Regions from separate parts of the Mus musculus genome. Here regions 1, 2 and 3 are each linked to region 4. Evidence: chromatin contacts called from public ChIA-PET and HiChIP or PLAC-seq data. All regions are on one chromosome and are shown on one strand. Each heading gives the region's core, a stretch centred on a gene start, on an enhancer-like site or on the middle of the called end of the contact. The rest is flanking DNA. Distances are from core to core; before and after follow the strand shown. Region 1 has its middle 8.8 kb from the start of Gm35117. Region 2 overlaps Pitpna (phosphatidylinositol transfer protein, alpha). Region 3 overlaps Rtn4rl1 (reticulon 4 receptor-like 1). Region 4 holds the start of Mir22hg (Mir22 host gene (non-protein coding)).

Region 1 (2,700 bases), core at 31-2,530, 180 kb before region 4:
ACCTCCCGTGAAAGAGACAACAATCATCATATTTACACTTCATGCCGCAGCTTCCTGCGTGGCACGGCAGCACCCCCTCCCTCTCCGCTGCTGAGGACTCCATCAAGCACGCTGCCTTGCCAGGATGACAGCAGCCCACTCTCAGCCTCTCCCTGGCCTCCTTACAGATCATGACCTCCTGCCCCGTGAGGTCTGTCACCCGAAAACCACGGTACACCGGGGGCTGCAGCCTCTCTATGGGGGAGGCTGAGGAAATGAATTCCGTAGGTAAAAGGCTTCCTAGGAAATCAGACGCTGCTAGTAATTAAGGAGCGAAGCATAGGTGCGTGAAAGGTAAATGGATGTTATTTAAATGTTGCGTCATTTAAAGAGTGTCCTGGTGCTTCAGTTCCTTGTTACCATGCAGGGCTGTGGACGGGTGGCAATTAGGCTGGCACGGGTAGAGCTCACCTGCTGAGCTGAGGGAGGGTGGGGACACACCTTCCGGTAATTGCTGCTGGGCAGCTCTGGGTCTCCCCACCCCCGCCCCCGCCCTCACTCCCCACCCCCCACTTCTTTCCTGACAGCTCTTTCATTTGCAGCAGCTTACAGGGCTTGTTGCCCTTACCCAGAAAATCACGTTGGAAGAAATATAAGAAAAAGAGGAATGAAAGAGAAAGCCAGAAAAGTTCATATTAGGTTCGGATCTGCGGCCAAACCTGGCCGAGAGAATCCATGACGGTCCGCGCGCATATAACCCTGTGGCAACAGGGCCCGGCACAACAGGGCCCGCCACAAGAGCTTCTTGAGTTGCCACCTGCCAGGAGACAGGATGAATGAATGGATCATCTGTCCTTAGAGCACAAGCCAGGCCTGATTCTCCAATATTGATGTGTGAGGGAGATGTCAACAGAGGTTCCCTAAAGAATGATGCTTCTATTTCCATGCTAATCCTGGGGCGTCAGCTTCAGTCGGAACAGCCGGACCGTTACCTTAGCTCTGCTGTTCTCCTGTCTGTAACCCGCAGAGGGAAGGGCGGGGTCACCCAGCATTGCCACTCCCCCCACCCTCACGTGGTCCAGACCCCTCTTGGGTTGATCTGCTCCTGAAAAACAGTGTTGGCTCAAGTTTGCCTCTGAAGGTATGTCACCGCTGGCTCAGCCAGCTTATCTCCCCGGTGCTTTCAAGATCAAAACACCCAAACGAAAGAAAAACTTTGTTTCAAGAGCAGAGTGTGGTGCCAACTCTGATCAAAGTGTTTTTCAGCATGACAACTCACTGCCCGTGACAACCAGTACTTGGCTGTTGTGGCTCAGAGTGAGATGCGGAGGGAAGTGGATGACAACAGCTGTATCCAGGTCCAAACAGAGTAGATTCACGGCTGGCAGAAAATGGCTGAGAGCCTTGGGCTGCATCCCTCCTCCCCTCCTGCCTCTCTCTCTTTTCAAGGTGGTTTTTGGAAATGTCCTTCCTGTGGGTTGTGTGCCTTTTCCATGTAGGACCTGGGGCCTGTGCAGATGGCCCTGTGTTCCTGGTGCTGCTGTTGAGATGTGAACGAGTGATAGGAACCCAGGCACTAAACACACAATGTGGTTGTATCTGACTAGAAGCAAGGCAAGAGCAGGAGGCATTTGAGGGTAAAGGAGTGTAAGGACTGTGTAAAGAGATGAGGGTTCTATCTGGGAGGCAGGAGTCCCAATGCCAGCAAATACAATGGACTCTCCTGGTCGACCCAACCAGAGAGAATTCAAGATGGCAGAGGGACAGGCTGTCTGAGTTTCCTATGGCTGCACCGATAAATGGTCATAAGCAGAGTAGAGGAAAACCACAGACAGAAATTCATGCCATTGAGACTAGAAATCTAGCTCAAGGTTGTGTGTGGCAGGGTTGGTTCCTGGGTGTTCAACCTTTTCACACTGTGACATGATGCTGTGGTCTGCAGATGTGTTGGGCTGCATCCATAGCTACCCTGGGACACATTCATGGACCGCAGGTTACACATGCTATTTAAAAACTCCAAGGGAAGGGCTAGAGAAATGGCCTGGTAGTTAAGTATGCTTGCTGATCTTCCAGAAGACCTGAGCTCTGTTCCTAGCAGCCATGTTGGGCAGCTTACAACTAACTATGACTTCTGAGCTCCAAAGCTCTCTTCTAATACATACATACATACATACATACATACATACATACATACATACATACATACGTACACACACACACACACACACACACACACACACACACTTTAAAGAAAAAAATTCTGGGTTGGAGAGGTGGCTCAGCAATTAAGAGCACTGACTGCTCTTACAGAGGTGCTGAGTTCAACTCTCAACCACATGGTGGCTCACAACCATCTGTAATGGGATCTGATGCCCTCTTCTGGTGTGCGCTGAAGACAGATACAATGTACTCATATACATTAAATAAATAAATAAGAAAGAAAGAAAGAAAGAAAGAAAGAAAGAAAGAAAGTGTAAACGAGGAAAATTCCTAATTAAAAAAGAAAGAAAGAAAGAAAGAAAGAAAGAAAGAAAGAAGGAAAGGAATTCTGAGGGAGAATCTGCCCCTTTTCCTAACTTCCAGGGCTATAGGCAACCTGTGGCCTGGGGAAGCTGTAGACAACCTGTGGCCTGGGGAAGCTGTAGACAACCTGTGGCCTGGGGAAGCTGTAGACAACCTGTGGCCTGGGGAAGCTGTAGACAACCTGTGGCCTGGGGAAGC
Region 2 (2,700 bases), core at 76-2,575, 140 kb after region 4:
TGCATCCCCAGAACTGGAGTCACAAAAGGCTATGAACTGCTTTGTGGATGCTGGGAACTGAATTCTGTTCCTCTGCAATTGCAGTGAGTGACCCTAACCACTGAGCCCTCTCTCCAGCACCCCTAAAGCTTCTTAATATTTACAGTAGCAGCATAAGTGTGAATTCACCATCATGTGAATGCATAGCTGGCCAACTGTATCTGTGGGCTCCACATCCACAAACTCTATAAACTCAGATCAAAAATATTTGGGAGACACACTGGGCTTGGTCGTCCAAGCCTTTGATCCTAGCACTTGTGAGAGGGAGGCAGGTGGATCTTTGTGTGTTTGAGGCTATCCTGGTCTATATAGGGAGTTCAAGCCTAGCCAGGGCTACATAAGGAGAACTGTCTTTAAAAGATAAAAATAAAAATTCAACTTCAAAACAAAATACAAAAAAGTCTGAACAATAGAGTATAACAGTGTTCATTCTGTTAGGTGTTATAATTCAGAGATGCAGTGTGTGAGAGGAGATGCACTGGTAATACACAGGAATCCTTTTTTATTTTTGGTCTTCCAAAAAAACCAAAAAAAACAAAAATCGGTGCTGGCACTGACTCACATGTGAGGAAGCCCTAGATGGCCACTGAACCCACCTCCAAGGTCGGTGTTCCTTCCTCTTGGTAGCCTTCGTTTGTTGGCACAGTCAGTCCGGCTCTGGTCCCACCTGCCTCTGCTCAACTGTACCGAGTCATTCCCTAGATTGTATTTGATAGGCATGTGATCCTTATGTGACCCAAGTGTGTCCTTATCTTGTGGACTTTGGGAATGACTGAAGTCATTGCTCTCTCCAGTCTTCCACTAACAACTTCAAGGACCTTGTATCAGGAGATACATAATGATGGGACCTAGGCTATTGATAGGTTTATTGCTATAACTGAAAATGCAAATTTTACTACTACTTATACAGTGGACAGGAAGCTGTTACCTGCTCTGTGTGTCTGTAGCCCAGGCTGGCCTTATAGCTTGGGACTGGTTTTGAACTCCTGATCCTCCTGGCTTTGTACCTTGTAAGTACTTAAATAACAGGCCTGCAGCACCATGCTGAGCTGTCTTCCTGTTTTGAAAAGAAGTGTGCAAGAGCCAGGTGTGGTGGTACACTCCTGCAATCCTATGACCTGGGAAACAGCTGGGATTCTGTTAAGTTTAAGCTTGGTCTGTGTAAAGACTCTGCTTTAGCCACACCCCTTCCTGTCCTCATTCCTCCCTCGTAGTTGAGTGGTAGAGAGCTTACCTAGCCCAAGGCCCTGGGTTTGCTCTCTACCACTGCAAATAAGGGAGGAACAGAGACAGTGACTGTGGCAGGGTGTGTCTAGTATAGGGACAAAGGTGGCATTCCTCCATGCCTAAGAGTCCTATTGAGCATGAGCTATAAGAACCTTAGTCAGGTTGAGGCAAGCTTAGCATGGGGTTCTGGGTGCCCCACTTGTGCCAAGTGAGGGACGCCACTGTCTGCTCTGTAACTCTTGGGAGGATTGCTGCAGCTGGCATGGCAGCCTTCTACACAGTGAATGTTAGCGCTCACATCGATTCCTGGCAAAAGAAAGAAAACTATAATTTCTAAGTCCTCCATGAAGAGGAGGTGGCAGTGGGTGTGGGAGGGAAGGCTACCTTCTTAGTAGCTGCCAGTTTCCGAGTGGAACCCACTGGTGCAGAGGACCACGCTGGGTCCTGGGCTGCTCGTCCCTTACCTCCTTTTACGTAAGAGAGAACAGATATGGAAGGCTCCTTGCTGGCCTTCCCTGGGGGTCACCAGTGCTGGCAGCACTTTAGCCAGGCCCTAGTCCGTCTAAAGTTGAGGAGAGGTGGATAAGCGTGTGGGCTCTCCCACCCCTGCCTTTGGAAGGCTCCACTTTATTCTGGGAGCAGTGAAGCAGATTTGATAAGCTCTGTTCATCATGAAGTTTTTCTGTTCTCTTACTTCATTTCTCTTCTCTCCTGAAGCTGACAGGGCAGACTGATAAATGAAAATAGGAAGAGGAGAAATATTTGGTTCCTTGTCTCCTCCCTCAATCCTTAGCCCTCAGCTGGGACAGTACCACTAAGTCAGGGTTTCAGAATACCATATTAAGAGATTGGGCGGGGCTGGTGAGATGGCTCAGTGGGTAACAGCACCCGACTGCTCTTCCAAAGGTCAGGAGTTCAGATCCCAGCAACCACATGGTGGCTCACAACCATCTGTAACAAGATCTGATGCCCTCTTCTGGAGTGTCTGAAGACAGCTACAGTGTACTTACATATAGTAAATAAATAAATCTAAAAAAAAAAAAAAAAGAGATTGGGTATGGTGGTGATTGCTTATAACTTAGCATTTAGAAAGCTGAGGCAGGAGAGTCACAACTTCAAGACTAGCCTTGGGTACACAGCAAGACCATCTCAAAAAACCCTCTCTAAGATAAAGTACATTGTTAGTCTTGTTAGGAAAGCCCTGTGTGGTTGCTATGGATACAGAGATGTTTGGAAGGGAATGTAGGGTTGGAGAAAATTTCTGGGAAGTTAGTCACCAGAGACAACACTAAAGGCCAAGACCAGGGTCCTCACCCTCATGGGTTCAGAGACCCGGTGTTTTCAGAATTCAGAGGCTTATATACTAACATGTAAAAACTCCAAATATCAAACTCTGAGATACAGTGAAATACAAAATTGTGGGTCAAACCAGAT
Region 3 (2,700 bases), core at 130-2,629, 230 kb before region 4:
CAGGGACCAGCCTGGGATACACCATTACTGGGTGTGGCGGCACATGCTTAACCATCAGTACTTTGGAAGTAAAGGCACAAGGCCCAGGGGTTTAAGGTCACCCTTGGCTACATGTCAAGTTTATAGCCAGCCCAAGCTATAAGAGACCTTGTCAAAACCAACCAACCAACAAACAAACAAACAAAAAACCCAAAAAACAACTAAAATAAACCAAATATGATGGCTTTAGTCCCAGAAGTTGGGAGACGGAGGCAGGCAGATTTTTGTGAGTTTAAGAACAGCCTCGTCAAGCCGGGCATGGTGGCGCACGCCTTTAATCCCAGCACTCGGGAGGCAGAGGCAGGCAGATTTCTGAGTTCGAGGCCAATCCTGGTCTACAAAGTGAGTTCCAGGACAGCCAGGGCTACACAGAGAAACCCTGTCTCAAGAAACAAACAAACAAACAAAGAACAGCCTTGTCTACACAGCAAGTTCCACGTTAGCCAGGGTTATACAGTGAGACTCAAATTCAAGTCAATCAAAGAAGTATAGAGCCCTAGAACTCTGTTCTGAGTGCAGGTATACTGTAGAAACCACAGCCTTCAGGCTCTCAAAGGGTCCACTGTCAGGGGTGGGGAGCCGCCTCCCATGCCCTCTTACCTCCTGGCTGAAACACATGATCTGGATTTCCTTGGTTTTAGGGTCTCCTGACAACCCTTATTCTAACCCAATTCTTGCTGCTCTGTCCAGAGAACAGAGCTCACAACCACCATCCAGGGAATGGGAGGGTGTGGGCCTCTATTTGGAAAAGGAATTTCCAGATCTGGGCATTTTGGCCAGATCCAGATTTCATGAAGTCTAAAAATGGTGCGCGTGTGGGGTGGTGGTGGTGGTGGTGAATATGTGTGTGTGTGTGTGTGTGTGTATGTGTGTGTGTGTGTGTGTGTGTGTGTGTGTGTGTGTTGCTTTTATGAAAGAGCCTAGTAAACCATGAGTCCTGAGTTAGGTAAAAGGCCTTGGGAAGAACAATGTAATCGTTTTATAACGTGACATTACTGAACAAAGACTCTATGGGTACATGGGGTCTCAGTATAGCTCTCACCAAATGGCCTCACGGGGCTTACTGTGTCATCCCCATTAGATGTTTGCCCAGTTTTCTGGTTGCAGGCTGTTTGGAGATTGAGACAGAACTGTGGAAAATCCCCACCCCCACCCTCCGCCTCTCCCCCAAGGAGCTCACAAAGGGGACCTGGTGCTGACCTCTCCCTGAGGTTTGTCTCTGATTCCTGTTAATATACCCTCTTTCCCGTTCCTCCCGCTCAACTATTGGCTATACTCATCTACTTTCAGGGCTGCCCCGGGAGCTGTATCCACCTCTGTGCAAGAGGAGGTGAGCGCCCCCTACAGGGCATCCAAAGTAGGGCCATGTATTTGAGACAACTGCTGTCCCAAAACTCCCCCGCCAGGCTTTGGACAAATTCCCTGGGAGATGGAGGCTAGAGGGCGTGGAGGCTGTGGACTGCCCATCTACCTGCCTTCCTCCTCCTCTTCCTCCTCCTGGTATTTGTTGGGTTGCAGCTATGTGCCAGGCGAGAAAAACACTATTGGGAGCAAGAAGCTGAGACAAAGGATTTGATCTAGCTCTGTGGGGTTGCCACTTCCTGATTGCAGGCACCTGTGGCTTCGAGTTTGCTGGCTAGAAAATGGTGGTGACAAGCACTTGCTGGGCTCTTGAGTTTGGGGTCCTACAGGCGTGGTGCAGGGCACAAAGCTGGCCCTGGGGTCGGCACTGCAAAGCTTTACTCTTATTATCTTGAAAGGTTTCTCCAGCCTCTTTTCTGGCATCTTGAGTCTCCTTTCTGGAAGCATGGTCAGGATAAGACGTAATAGAGTTTTCAGGATGGGCTCTGGTTAGTCACCATGCAGGTGAGACAGCAGGAGATGACCCGGGACCATCCTATCTGCTAACAAAGAGAAATCACCAAAACAGAATCTGATTCATCACTCGCCCTTGTAAGTTCTGGTCTGTGCCCTGGATGGAAGATTCCCAGGGAGCTGGAGTGGCTCCAGAAAGCAGCTAGGGAAGGAGGAGCCATCCACCCCACCCCTCACCAGGGAACCTATGTAATTAGCTAACCCACTAATTAATCTTTTGTTTATATTTATTTTCACTTTGCTGTTTGAGACACGCTCATGCATTCCAGGCTGGCCTCAAACTTGTGTAGCTGCTGAGAATAATCCAGAACTTCTTTTATTAATTTTTGTTTTATGTGCATGGGTAGTGTTTTGTCTGCATGTATGTCTGTGCACCATATGTGTGCCTGGGGCCTGCAGAGGCCAGAAAGGGGCACTGGATTCTCCTGGAACAGAAGTCACTTATGAGCCACAAGCCACATATGTGTGCTAGAAACGGAACTTGGGTCCTCTGGAAGAGCAGTCAGTACTTTTAACTTCTGAGCCATCTCTCCAGCCCCTAATCTAGAACTTCCAATCCTCCTGCCTCCACCTCCTAAATGCTTATAAGTATGTGCTGCCACGTCTGCTTTATGCTAGAGATTGAAACCTGGGCTTTGTGTGTGCTTGATAAGCCCCCCACCAGCCAAGCTACATACACAGCCTGGTGTGGATTTTTGTTTTGTTTTTGACACCCTGTCTCTCTCTATAGTCCAGGCTTTCCTGGAACTCACCGCAATTCTTCTGTCTCAGTCTTCTAAATTCTGA
Region 4 (2,700 bases), core at 82-2,581:
CTGGGGTCGAACAATCAGCTGTTACTGGGGCGGAAGGCAGGAAGTCTCCTTAAAGACACAATATTCTGAACGTTGAACTCAGGATTTGAAGCAAGCCCAGCAGTCACCTTAGTGGAGCCCATACTTAATTTAACACAGAAGCGGCTATCTCAGGCTTCCCTCTCATTTCTTTGTCTCAGATGCTCTCACTTAGAAAGCTTAGATGCTCTTAGAAATGACTCAAAAGTCAAGAACCCCAGGCCACAAGTTTCTCTTTGGGGGTGGGGAGGGAGTGAAGAGGTGGTCCCAGTCTTGTCCCTTTAAATAAGCAATTCAGCAGCTTTTGCCAAGTCATTGGGTTCATTTCGGTTTTTGCCCATCCCCCGCCTTTCAGACTCTGATTGGCCCCTAGGGAAGGAGCCGCCTCTTCATTGGTCTCCACCTTTGAAATCACTTCCCTAAGTAGGCCTGAGTCAGAGAAGCGTTTCGGAGGGCGGGACTGAATGGGTGTTAATCTTAGAACCGGGTTTCTGGTTGATACTACTTTGGTAAAGATCTTCCCCTAATTTTTAAAAAGACGCTTCCTCTCTAAAAGTGAGGGCGAATCCTTTGTTAAGAACGTGCCCCTTGAGAAGCCGTGGGCTCTTCAGCGACTAAGACGAGACATTCACTAGAAAAGATTTCACTAAACCCACGAGGGATAGACTAGACCTCCAGTGAAGATTGGGCCTGTGCGGGTGACATTTGTCCCTATACCCCGAAGACCTCGAGCTAGCTCTCCAGTGAAGACTGGGGCCGTGCGAGTGACAGTGGTCCCTATACCCCGAAAAAAAAAAAGTCCTATTTGTGGAAAAAAAAAAAGACTTCGGGTGTTCTGCTGCATCGGTGGCTGGCTTCCATCTTTAGTTCTACTCACTCCTGTTGCTTCGCGTGCTCCACCTTCGCTTAGCTCAGGCCTCCTGTGAATCAGTTTTGAGGCTAAAAGAAGTTCCAAGAAGGAGGGGCTGTAGCCCTTTAAGGACTTCCCCGCGACCGAGTCAGAGATCAGTTTAAAAATGCCAACTCACAGAGCGCGCTGCATTCTGGGAAGCTGAGTGTCACCGTAAGAACTTCATTGACCGGAATGCACTGCAAAAATACACGCCTATACTTCCTTCTGCTCTTTAAACTGTAGTTTGACGTAAAGCTGGTCTAAGCAAGTCGCCTAGGCCGAGGGTTAGCCACACCTTTTCAGCCATTGGCCAGTTGGTTAGTTGGTAGGCGTGGCTTAGAGAAGCTCCTCCAGGCAAGGGGGTGGCCTCCTTGCCAATCAGAGCCCAGACGCCTGAATGGGCGGGAGTAAGCAGAGGTGCTGGCGCCCCCGAGTGGGTGTGGTCACGTTGCCCAGCAATGGGCGGTGATTGGCCCTGGGTGGTTCATTCGCAGCTCGTGCGTCACGACGCCGCCAGCTGATCGGAGACTGGAGCCGGTGTGTGCTGGGCGCTGGGAAGAGACAGAGCGGTCGGCCGTGCGGACAGGTCGCAGTGATTTTGCTCCTCTGTCCACAGCAACCCCCGCACCCAGCATCAGGTGGGTGTGATCTGGGGACCCGGTCATCCCGGGGGGAACCGCGGTAACCGGGTGATGGGGAAAGTAGGGTCCTGACGGCCACACCCTGCCCTTCTGGGGGAGGGGAGAGGGGGCGGCGGGGACAGGGGCGCTCTTGGGAGAGGAGCCTGGACTCTCCCGAGTAGTGTGTCTGGACGTTTAAAGAGAGAGTCCCGGACAGGAGTCGTGGCAGAAGGTTTGGAGAAGTAACTGGGGAGGAATATGAGAGGCCAGAGGGCCGGGGGCGTCTAACCCCGACGCCCTTTGGTTTGAGGATGCCCGAGCTGACCATTTAGCCTAGGGAGGATCTGGACGAGCGAGGGGTGCGGAGGTGCATTGCCTCTACCGGCGCTGACTGGGTCAGGGCCAGTTCAAGTCCCTGGCAGGGAAGGGGTCGCTGGGCGGTCCGGCCCCTCCTCTCGTTCCCTCCCGGGGATGTTATGTAAGGGGGGAGGGGAAAGGAGTAGGGGGCGGCGGTGCGGAGGCCTTATGCAACCCAAAGGTTAGGGTTTCACCGCGGGTTGGGCGGAGGTTGGGGGGGCGGACAGGAGGAGTGCCTGGAAACTCTACCCGCACCCCCCCTCCCAGCCTAACTGGCTGTCTTGGACAGAGAGAAGGTCACCTTTGCACCTCCCCCCTAGTATGTCCGGTAGAGAGGCCCCTAGCCCGGGCTTGGCCTGACTGCCTGGGAAGCCGGCTGGCTGGGTGGGGCGCCTGGGTTAGTCATCGCTGGGCTCCCTCTCTCCCCACCTCCTGGCCAACTCTTGGCCCCTCCCCACGGCCTCCGGTTAGGCTAACGTTCCCACCTCCCTCTGGCCCTAGTTTCAGTCTCCAACTCATTTGGCCTGTCACCCTGGCTGTTAGAGTAGGCTAGAAGCTGTCATGGTGCCAGAGAGTTGATGGAGCAGCTGGTCAGAGGGTCAGTGCCCTGGGCCCACCCCGCCCCGCAGCCAAGGGCACCTGCTTGGCACAAACTCTCAGCAGCCAGTGAACCCTGTGGCCTGAACAGAGCTATCCTGGGCAGAGAGAAGTGGACAGAGACTGATCACCTAGGAGAAGGAAGATCCGACAAAGTTTATACTTCCCAAGAGGCTTTTGGAATTTGAAAGTTGCCCACCCTAGTGTAATCTTTCC

The links. ChIA-PET counts read pairs in DNA pulled down with a chosen protein or histone mark. HiChIP or PLAC-seq counts read pairs in DNA pulled down with a chosen protein or histone mark.
Region 1: a contact with region 4 is called in an RNA polymerase II ChIA-PET map of effector CD8 T cells, with 32 read pairs. The contact joins the enhancer-like site here to the promoter of Mir22hg in region 4. A contact is called at or near these places in 3 of 484 Hi-C or Micro-C datasets (CD4 T cells, the N1E-115 cell line and regulatory T cells), 7 of 115 datasets of contacts at active chromatin or transcription factors (the SCID.adh cell line, bone marrow-derived macrophages, effector CD8 T cells and 4 more) and 1 of 9 other capture datasets (liver).
Region 2: an H3K27ac HiChIP or PLAC-seq map of extraembryonic endoderm stem cells shows a contact between it and region 4. The contact joins the enhancer-like site here to the promoter of Mir22hg in region 4. A contact is called at or near these places in 4 of 39 promoter capture datasets (the C10 cell line, the HPC-7 cell line, liver and 1 more), 1 of 484 Hi-C or Micro-C datasets (natural killer cells), 5 of 115 datasets of contacts at active chromatin or transcription factors (bone marrow-derived macrophages, embryonic stem cells, extraembryonic endoderm stem cells and 2 more) and 3 of 9 other capture datasets (adipose tissue, liver and pancreatic islet).
Region 3: a contact with region 4 is called in an H3K4me3 HiChIP or PLAC-seq map of bone marrow-derived macrophages, with 3 times the contacts expected there. The contact joins the enhancer-like site here to the promoter of Mir22hg in region 4. A contact is called at or near these places in 1 of 39 promoter capture datasets (cranial neural crest), 7 of 115 datasets of contacts at active chromatin or transcription factors (the 230-238 cell line, bone marrow-derived macrophages, effector CD8 T cells and 4 more) and 1 of 9 other capture datasets (adipose tissue).

Annotation. Positions count from the first base shown.
Region 1 is chr11:75,281,646-75,284,345 of GRCm38.p6, forward strand. It overlaps a transcript of Gm35117 not described here. Among named protein-coding and RNA genes, the nearest start is that of Gm35117, 8.8 kb to the left of the region's middle. Within about 2 kb of position 1,281, at least 63 of the 459 cell types and tissues checked have an H3K27ac peak or open chromatin away from gene starts, as enhancers often do. A contact at or near this core is called in the N1E-115 cell line, the SCID.adh cell line, effector CD8 T cells and 1 more, where this site is marked.
Region 2 is chr11:75,604,271-75,606,970 of GRCm38.p6, forward strand. All of the region lies in intron 4 of Pitpna (phosphatidylinositol transfer protein, alpha), which reads left to right. Among named protein-coding and RNA genes, the nearest start is that of 4931413K12Rik, 11 kb to the left of the region's middle. Within about 2 kb of position 1,326, at least 49 of the 459 cell types and tissues checked have an H3K27ac peak or open chromatin away from gene starts, as enhancers often do. A contact at or near this core is called in embryonic stem cells, extraembryonic endoderm stem cells, pancreatic cancer cells and 1 more, where this site is marked.
Region 3 is chr11:75,230,597-75,233,296 of GRCm38.p6, forward strand. All of the region lies in intron 1 of Rtn4rl1 (reticulon 4 receptor-like 1), which reads left to right. Among named protein-coding and RNA genes, the nearest start is that of Gm35169, 14 kb to the right of the region's middle. Within about 2 kb of position 1,380, at least 17 of the 459 cell types and tissues checked have an H3K27ac peak or open chromatin away from gene starts, as enhancers often do. A contact at or near this core is called in bone marrow-derived macrophages, where this site is marked.
Region 4 is chr11:75,460,208-75,462,907 of GRCm38.p6, forward strand. Mir22hg (Mir22 host gene (non-protein coding)) reads left to right here and starts at 1,332. Exons shown (of 3, transcript NR_030711.1): 1 at 1,332-1,548.